2 separate regions of the Mus musculus genome follow, and region 2 is linked to region 1. Evidence: chromatin contacts called from public promoter capture Hi-C data. All regions are on one chromosome and are shown on one strand. The core of a region is the stretch at or near the end of the contact, and the rest is flanking DNA. Distances in the headings are between cores, read along the strand shown.

What was found. Promoter capture Hi-C pulls out the DNA fragments that hold promoters and counts their contacts.
Region 2: a promoter capture Hi-C map of liver shows a contact between it and region 1, with 2.6 times the contacts expected there. The contact joins the promoter of Rtca here to the enhancer-like site in region 1. A contact is called at or near these places in 2 of 39 promoter capture datasets (liver and pre-B cells), 1 of 484 Hi-C or Micro-C datasets (pre-megakaryocyte-erythroid progenitors) and 1 of 115 datasets of contacts at active chromatin or transcription factors (effector CD8 T cells).

What each region holds. Positions count from the first base shown.
Region 1 is chr3:115,687,687-115,692,708 of GRCm38.p6, reverse strand. No RefSeq gene overlaps it. Among named protein-coding and RNA genes, the nearest start is that of S1pr1, 25 kb to the left of the region's middle. Within about 2 kb of position 3,103, at least 141 of the 459 cell types and tissues checked have an H3K27ac peak or open chromatin away from gene starts, as enhancers often do. A contact at or near this core is called in effector CD8 T cells, liver and pre-B cells, where this site is marked.
Region 2 is chr3:116,504,836-116,509,580 of GRCm38.p6, reverse strand. It overlaps Rtca (RNA 3'-terminal phosphate cyclase), which reads left to right and starts at 1,406. Exons shown (of 11, transcript NM_025517.3): 1 at 1,406-1,636; 2 at 1,730-1,830; 3 at 2,603-2,746. The coding sequence starts at 1,592.

The sequences.
Region 1 (5,022 bases), core at 1,854-4,353:
CGCCACCGTCTTCCTCTAAGCGCCTAGAGCATGGGGGAGGGATTGTGGTTTATGTAAGGCCCTGGTAGAAGGGAGAAGTTGAGTCCTTAGGCTCTTGCCTGCCTGCCCCTGCTGTCTGCCCCTGTCTACTTGTTGCTACTTGCCCTGTAGGTGTTTGTGGTTTTCTGTTGTGTGGGTGTGATTTGGGGTTCTCTAGTTGGGTTTGGTCAAAATTCAGCAGTTGGGCCCTGACAGACATGGCCTTCTTTCTGTCTGCTCTGGGCTGGAGATATAGGAAGTCTGTCTGGTGTCCGCTGCAGTCCAGTCACCTCAGACTTCGCTAATTAGTGCTTTTGAGGATCCCTCTTTTGTGCATCTTCTGATGTTTAGTTTTTGTGTTAAGCAAGCAGAGTTTTTTGAGTGGTAAAGAGACGGTTCGCTATTGCCTGGAGGAACCTCAAAGGAGTTTCTCCATCCCTAGGTTTGAAAGGGAGCCTATTGCACACTGGGCCATCCCTGTTCAGTGTCTTTAGGGAGATTTTTCAATAGTGACAACTGTTGGGCCTTCAGAGCAAAACTTTCCTTTCCTGGGCCAACCTCAGAAGGGCTAGAGAGGTAACAATTAGACAACCTTCACCATTAGTGTCTCATAACAATTACACACACACACACACACACACACACACACACACACACACACACACGCGCACACACACACACACGCTTCACAATTCTTCAGATTAACAATTAGCAAGTCTTCCTTTCCTCTTTTCTCCTCTCCCCTTTCTTCCCCTCTCCTTCTCCCTCTTTCTTCCTTTTTCTTTGTGTGTGTGTGTGTGTGTGTGTGTGTACTTTGCTTGATTATTTTTGATTCATGATCTTACTACATAGCCCAGACTAGCCTCAAACTACTAACCAGCCCACAAAGGGCAAGCTTTTGTATCATGTCTTCATACAGCTTTCACCCGAGTAAATTTGAGTGACGAGTAGGTGGCCTTCCCTCCTTGCCCCTCCACACTTCCCTGTAGTAAAAACCCTGTGAAGTCTCTAAGACAACTGCTTCATAGAAATGCTCAAGAAATCCCTTTACCAAGTGTGTGTGAAACTTGGCTTTTGGAAAGTTTGAAGTAGGACATTGATCTGTCTCCTGTTCTACTGGAGTTAGCTCAAGTTTTCCTCTGGGCAAACCATTGCCTAAGGCAGACTATTGCAAAGAATCTTACCCAAGAAGCAAAGGAGTAACATATTTTACATTTTAACTTTTTACCACTGTTGTAAAACTGTGGCTGTGGGCTTCTAGAAACCCACTGTTGAGCAGCTTTAGATGGCCTGACTATAAATAGATATTGGTGGTCCTGGAACTTCTATTGCTTGTGCAGGGATGTGGAATGGTGGCAGAGTGCACGATTTTAAGTCATCCCTTTGCTTATTGAGTTGGTGCAGTTAGTGGTCTGCAATACATTCCAAAAAGCATCTACCCAACAGTCACGAGGATGATAGGTCAGTAGTGGGCAATACATGGTTCTTAGGGGACTAAAGGCAGCCCAAGACAATTGGATTCTGGATCGTCAACATTCTGCCCTATAGAGAAGTTCTAAACAGCTTTGTATGTATATAGGAATAGCTTTGGGGGGGGGGCGGGGAGAGCTTTGGTTCACATTAAAAATCGAAGTGGAAGCTCATTATGGTGACATAGGCCTTTACCAGCACTTGGGAGGCAGAAGCAGGTTGATCTCTGAGTTTGAGGCCAGCTTAGTGTACAGAGGAAGTTCCAAGACAGCCAAGGCTACACACACACAAAAACCCTTTCTCAAAACAACAATAGCAACAACAAACAAATGAACAAACAAACACACAAATGAATAAATAAGGAGTCATGTATGCTAAAGTTTCATCAAGTAGAAAACCAAGATGTTAGACCTTTGAAAAACTAGGATTGTTGAATTTTACTTGACCTGACAGTGAAGTTTCCATCACATAGAAGAAATTCCCTGGGCAATGTGATGTTAGTGAACTTTTGTTCCCATTGTACTCCCATGCCTGCCCTGGAAGGGAAAGTAACTTTAAAATCCCCAACACCCTCTTGTTGTACAGGTGCCTGCAGCTTAAATTTTAAAACTTAAATTTTAATCTGTCTTACATGTGTGCCAGGAACCAAACTTGGGTCTTCTGGAAGACAAGCAAGTGCTGAGTTCTCTCAAGCTCCCCACTTAAGATTTTGAAAAGTGCTTGCCTATCATGTAGGAAATCTTGGTTTTAATCAACAACCTGTTGTAAACTGCCTACCACCCAAGAGGTAAAGGCAGGACGGTCAGAGTTCTGACCTGCGTGAGGCTTTGTCAACAAACAAACAAACAAACAAAGTTTAAATTTTTTCTTTTGAAATCCCCTATGGTAAAACACACACACACACACACACACACACACACACACACACACACACACACACACACACACAGGCAGGTCTATTGATATACACAATGCACACTGAATCCCTGTCTCTTTGTTCTTCTAACACTCTTATTGTTGTTTGGTTGCTTGAGAAAGACTCTCTCTCACAGGCCAGGTTGAACTTGAGCTCACTGGGTAGCTGAGGATCACCTTGAACTCCTTTTGTTTTTACCTCCCTCCTGTGCCACCCACCTAGCTTCCGCTGGCTCCTTTCACCAGGACTCTCACTCCTTCATTCTGTGTATCTTTGTGTGTTCAATCCTTTCCATGGTCTTTACTGCTGTGTAATCTTTGAGGCATTGCTTACAGACTGAGGAAGTTCTTTATCCTTGGAATCTCTTCTGCTGGGGAAAGAAAGTGAGGATTAAAAAGTTTATTGTTTGAAGTTCCCAAGCTAGTCATTGCCATGGTGGGGACTGGAATTCTGGCTTTGCTGACTTGCAAGCCGTTGTCACAAACAACACTTGGAGAACTCTGGAAGAAGATGTCAGGTGACCTGAGTTATGCTGTAATGACTCTAAACTGGAAACTTAAACATTTCGGACTGGTTTTGAAACCATGACTTGTGTCTGCTTTTCAATCCGCTGTGTTGAATGGAAGACAGAGGAACTGGGTTGGTAAGGGTCAGTCTTTGATGCCTTTTCTCTTCGCAGCGCTGACTCATGGTCTGCTGACAGCCTTTGTGATCTCAGTGTTGGTAAAGAAGGCGGGCATTGCAAGTCAGGAAACGGGAAGACTCACATCTCAGCCAGCCACTTAAAAAAACAAAAAACCAAAAAACTCAAAAGAGCTAGCAGCAGAGGTCTTCGGAGTATTTTGGTTCCAGCTATTTTCCTGTGCTAACTTAACACTTCCTCTTCTGCCCTTCGGTTTGTTTCTTGCAGCTAATTTTCCCCATTCCTTTGTGCTATTGTTTCCTTTAGAATCTACACTTCTGTTTTTCTTCTCTTTTTCATAGTCAACTTATTTTATTTCTTGCAGCCATCATTTATCTATATGACATCAAGTTTTATAGTTCTTTTGTTTAATTTTTAATTTTTGAAATTAAAGTATAATTACATTGTTTTCTCCTTTTCCTTTCCTCTCGCCAACCTCTCCCATGTGCTGCCCTTCCACTCCCTCAAATTCACGGTCTCTGGCTCTTTCTCTTTAATTGTTGACACATACATATGTACATATCCATATACTTCTAAATATACAAACACAATCTGCTTAGTCTGTATAATGTATGTATATGATTTTAGGGCTGAGCACGTTTTAAAAATGACACCTCTTGCTATGTAGTCCTAGCTGATGTTAGGCAGCTTCTGATGTGCAGTTAATTCACTATAATATTATATAGTTGGGTCACTTGGCTATTCAAGCACATTCTGACTTAATATTAATGCAAAGGTATAGGATAATTCATGCCTTTCTGCACTAAGAATAACTGTTTATGGGGAAATTAAACTAGAGGACAGATCACTCAAAACCTGTGCAAGTTTTGTAATTTGAAATCTCAAACCCTGTTAATGACATGAAATACTGAAATATGTTGAATCCTTAAATCATGAATCCTGTAGTAAGTTTAGACTTTTCCTTTGGTGGTGGTGGGAAGGTGGGGTGGGGGGGAAAGGATCAGGAAGAGTCGTGAAATAAGCACTCTAATGGAGTAGTAGCTAAATGAGACAAGAGGAAATTTAAGGAAATTGTCATCATACACCATCCCCATGCTTTGTTATTGTCTTAATCAGGGTTTCTATCCCTGCACAAACATCATGACCAAGAAGCAAGTTGGGGAGGAAAAGGTTTATTCAGCTTACACTTCCACATTGCTACTTACCACCAAAGGAAGTCAGGACTGGAACTCAAGCAGGTCAGGAAGCAGGAGCTGATGCAGAAGCCATGGAGGGATGTTCTTTACTGGTTTGCTTCCCCTGGCTTGCTCAGCTTGCTTTCTTACAGAACCCAAGACTACCAGCCCAGGGATGGCACCACCCACAATGGGACCTCCTCCCCTGATCACTAATTGAGAAAATGCCTTACGGCTGGATCTCATGGAGGCATTTCTTCAAGGGAGCTCCTTTCTCTGTGATAACTCCAGCTTGAGTCAAGTTGACACACAAAACCAGTCAGTACAGTTATATGACCACAGTTGCCTGCAAGTGTGAAACATATCATGTTAGGAAAAGTTGGAAGTGAACCCATATGATTTCTCAGGGTATTAACATGATTCCCTTGGTCACCTGTTAAGTGTGAGCTGACTCTGGCTTTTGTCTCCACTGAATACTGGGATCCTGAACAGGACACCACACCCTGCTTTGTTGTTGCTACGGTTGTTCTGTGAGGTTTCGCTAAAAGTTCATCAGTGGGTTAGAGGAAAAACTGGAGATTTTGTTTTAGCCTCTCACTTGGAGTGTGGGGACACATATCTATATGTATGGTTATGTACATGCATATCTATGGAAATTAGTAAAGGGACAAATGTAGAGCTATGTTGACAATAATTAACTGACTATTATGAGACAGGTAATAGAAAGGATTTGAATATTCCCAACCCAAAGAAAAGATGCAAATTAAAGATGATGATCTGGCTGTAGCATGCTGTGTGCA
Region 2 (4,745 bases), core at 157-2,656, 820 kb before region 1:
ATTAGCTTTCTTCAGAGGGTGTTATATTTATGTAATAGGAATCTAATATGTATGATAATCAAGGTACCACAGGGAAGATGGCTGCTCTTCCATAGGACCCAGGTCAGATTCTCACCCGTGTGATTGGTGGCTCACAATCCTCTGGAATTCCAGTCACAGGGAATTCGATACCCTCTTCAGGCCTCTGTGTACAGATGAATGTGTACACATTATGCCCATTCACATAATAATAATTTTTAAAAAGTACAACATGTATATTCGCACAGCAGCCTTGCTTCAATGTCTTATTATTTCCTGTCTGTAAAATTATATCACTGGTATCTCCTTTTTTTAGGTTCTTAGGCCGCTAAACCATCTTCTGTACACTATAATGGGTTTGTGCCTCTCCCTTTGGTTTAGCGGACCATGAGACAAGGAAGTTTCTCTGAGTCTCATGCTAGGCCATGGGAAAAGCCGGAGTTCCCGAGCCAGCCGGGGGGCAAGTTTGTCATCCAAGAAGAGATTTTTTTTTAAAAAAAGATTTATTTATTTATTATATGTAAGTACACTGTAGCTGTCCTCAGATACCCCAGAAGAGGGCATCAGATTTCGTTACGGATGGTTGTGAGGCACCATGTGGTTGCTGGGATTTGAACTCAGGACCTTTGAAAGAACAGTCGGCGCTCTTAACCACTGAGCCATCTCGCCAGCCCCAGGAAGAGATTTTACAGTTCTAAAATCTGCTAGACCACTTTGCAGAAGAGATTGAGTCGATGGCAGGTCAGTGTTGGCCTGGACCACACCTAGATTAGGACTGCTTGCATGTGAATCACTGTTGCTCTCTACTTAAACCTAAGCTTTCCATCAGAACCCTGAAGATAGACTAGGTTTATTTATTTATTTTTTTCTCTTCCCAATGGGACCACACGTAACAGATCTCTTCTTTCTGCCTTCCATTAATACTTATTTCTTGGCTTGGCTACTGAGAAGGTGTTGGCTGAGCCTACTTTGTTAAGGCCTGCCAGGGGCCAGGCTCTGACGGTAACATTTCAAGTAACCATTCACATCTTGGAGCACGTTCCAGATTGATTTAAGTAATCTACATGCTTCCAAAATACTGTGTTAGTACAGTATCGAAATTAGGCGACAGTGATGTTTCATCACACAATTCAGCCTCATTTCCCAGTCTTTGAGGTACCCGAGGATGCTGGAGAAGGCAGTGCTTACACATGATTGGGAAAATAAAATACCAGCCTGGGGGATAACTGAAGAATGTACCTGTTGGGGGGAAAGGGCTTCTGGAGCCTGAAGGTTTTGCTGTGTCACCCCCTTGTGGCCAGCCCAGTTCCCTGCTAGTTTGGGTACACAGTCGCACAACGCCCCGCGCGGCCTCTCTGAGCGCTGGGTGGAGCGCATGCGTACAGCTGCCGGCAGGGTCCCCTGGGGAATTCGTTTCCACAGCAACAGTTTCCCGGGAGGCGCGGGTTCTTTCTCCTTCCGGCGAGCTCGGCCCGGAAGCGCACTATCAGGCCTGCGGGCTTGCGGGCGCCTCGTCTTTTGCCGGTTGCAGCAGGGACGTGGTCGCTGCCGGCCGGGCTCAGAGGCGCCCGCCATGGAGGGCCAGCGGGTGGAGGTGGACGGTGGGATCATGGAAGGGGTGAGTGTGGGACTGCTAGGGGCCGGGGCGAGCCGTGGCGGCGGGGGCCTCCATTCAACCTCTGTCATTTCTCCACCCCGGTGCTCTCTACAGGGCGGCCAGATCCTCAGGGTCTCCACCGCCCTGAGCTGCCTCCTGGGCCTACCCTTGCGCGTGCAGAAGATCCGCGCGGGCCGCAGCACGCCGGGCCTCAGGTACTGCGGGCGGGCGGGCGGGCGGGGAGTTTGGGTAGGGGGCCTGGGAGCCCGGAGATCGGAGCCCGGGTTCTAGGGGGGAGGAGGCCCGGGCGGCAATTAAGAGTGCGGCCTTTGCTCTCCGTTTCTGTCCATAGGGCAGGCCGCTAGTTGTCCTTAGGACGCCTTGAAACAGGGTAGCTTGTCCATGTTCTTGTCATGGTAGGTTTATTGTTAATTGTTCTTGCAAGATATCATCTAGTCCAGGGTAATCCGGAACTTCTCTGCTAGGGTGAATAACCTTGAACTTTCGATTCTCCTGTTTCCACCTCTCAGATGCTATAATTACAGCTGTGTGCCACCATGCCCAGTTTATGTGGTTCTGGAAATAAAACCTAAGGCCTCCTCCACACTGTGCACGCCCTCTACCCACTGAACTACATCCCTGTTCCTCTAATCTCACCCTCTCTTTTCATAAGAATAGCAGTCAAATTGTATTACCGCACCCCCTAATAGCCTCCCTTATGTTGATTGTACCTTTAAAAGGCCTGTTTAAATGATCACATTTTGTGTGGGTTGAGGCCTCAAGGTGGGAATTTAGGGATGAGGAGTACATAATTTAGGTAGTACTGGTGTCACGGGGTGGTCATTGAATGAAATCAAAAGCCCCAGACAAAGTTCTCCTGTTGGAAGACATCACACTTGTTTTCTGGCCATTGCTTTTGTAACTGTCATAGAGTGGGGTATAGGCAGTCTGATGGCACACGTTTTGATGCAGTCTTATGACCTGAAGGCCTCAGCATTTATCTGGACTGGAAATGGTTCGTGATTTGTGTGGCGGGCACCTGGAGGGAGCAGAAATCGGCTCAACAGAGATAACCTTTACCCCCGAGAAGATCAGAGGTGGAGTCCACACGGCAGATACCAAGACAGCAGGGTATGTATGTCTCACTCAGTCCTCCATTCAGACCTGGGTTCAGATGTAGATTCTTTGGCTTCGAGGGAGTGCTCTTTGGACCTTTTGAGGTTCAGTTTTCTCCCTTTTTAAAATGTAAATGATAAGCCTGCTTGTTTAGTTGTAGCTGTTATTATTTACAGATTTCTTTTTGGTTTTTGTAAGGCAAGGTCTCCCTGTAAGTGAACACTAATGTTGAACTCATCCCGCCTGTCCCTGTCCCTACTGCCCCCACCCCCAGGGGCTGAGATTGCAGGCCTGTGTCACTACTATACCTGGTTTTCCCTTATTGTCTTAGTAAGTACCCATGTAACTCTAGAAAGTGTCGGAGGCTCGCCTTGCATGCCCAAGGTCCTGGGTTCCATCTCCTGCTGTGCAGGGAGATGCTGACTCTAAACATCCCAGCTGTCCCGGTTACCCCTCCCCCCTGGGGATGGAGCTGGACCGAGTTCAGTGCTTGATTAGTGTAAAGTTGCCGTGTCCAGTTCCCACTACCAGAAAATAAACAAAACAAGAGTCATAAAAAACCCCACCCAAACACACTCAGCCTCCTGGGAAATGGGTGGCTTAACAAACTGCTAAGAGCCCCTCCTAGCGTCCCACGATGACAGACTGTGGAGAGGAAGCAGCGTTTGCTTGCTTTTGTGCACTGTTTGGTTGATTGCATCCTTATTTTGCGTCTGGTACTGGAGTGCTAGCCCACTGCCTCAAGAATTCTGGCCAGGTTCGTTGCCTGAGGTTCATCCCCAGCCCCCGATTGCTTCTTAAAGTAACCTTTTTTTAAACTGCAATGCTCTGTTATGAAGCATTTGACAGAGTAAGACATTATATTATAAACCTTTTGACAGCCCAGAAATAACTTTAAATGAATTATGGTTCTTTTAGGAAGATGTTTAATAACCCATGGTATCGGACCTATGGTATAAGCAGACTTCTTGGCAAAGGCACCTGTGATTAGGTTTAAAATGAGATCTGTCAAGTGGGAATGTTCCTAAGGCAAGGAAAAGAATTTGACGTGTCTTTTCATTAGTACATTGTTATTTTATACAAAAAAGAAAAAGTCATAGTTATAATTAAGACAGTCGCAAAATTTGAAGCTGAAAGAGAAAGCATTTGTTCTAAAACTTCCATATTGTAAATTAGGAAGTCAAACCCCATTGGTGTTAAGTGACTTAGCCTCCGTCTTGGAGTCAGGGTAAGAAGTGACATTAGAATTTAAGTCTTTTGCCTCCTAATCCCCCCCCTTCCCCAAACAGGGTTTTAAAGTGTAACCCTGGAACTCACTCTGAAGACCAGGCTGGCCTTGAACCCACAGACATCCCCCTTCTCGTCTCCCGAGTGCTGGGATTAATGGCGTGTGCCACCACCACCTGACTATGCCTCCTAACTTTTAGAAATATTATTTATTGTATTTGTTTGTGCGTGCACACACACATACACGCACATGCATGTGCATGCTCCTGTGTATACACACATGTACACATGTATAAACATTCATGCTTTGGAGTGTGTGTGAAGGTCAGGGGAAAACCTATGTGACTAACTCTGTTTATTGTGATTGGTTTTATTTTCAAGAACAGCAATTCATTTTAAAAATCTGACTAGATACTTCATTTTTAAAAACACTTCACATTCTGTGCCTAAGTTTTGTGATTCTTCATGTCGACAATAAGGAGAAAACTCCTTGTTAAACATTCTGTTTCTAGTCACATGAATTCTCTGATGGGAGGAACAGTGCTGTGATTTGATACTTGAGTAGTGTCCTGTGCATGGTGACAGCAACAGCCCAGGAATAAGGGGGTAGGTCTTGGCTGTTCCAAATGCATTTTCATAAACTGCTGCTTTCAGGAAATCTTTGAGAAAAAAATTTGAAGGTTTTATTCTTTTGTTGTTAGTTTGGTTTGGTTTGGTTTTCGAGACAGGGTTTCTCTGTATAGCCTTGGCTGTCCTGAACTCACACTGTAGGCCAGGCTAGTCTCAA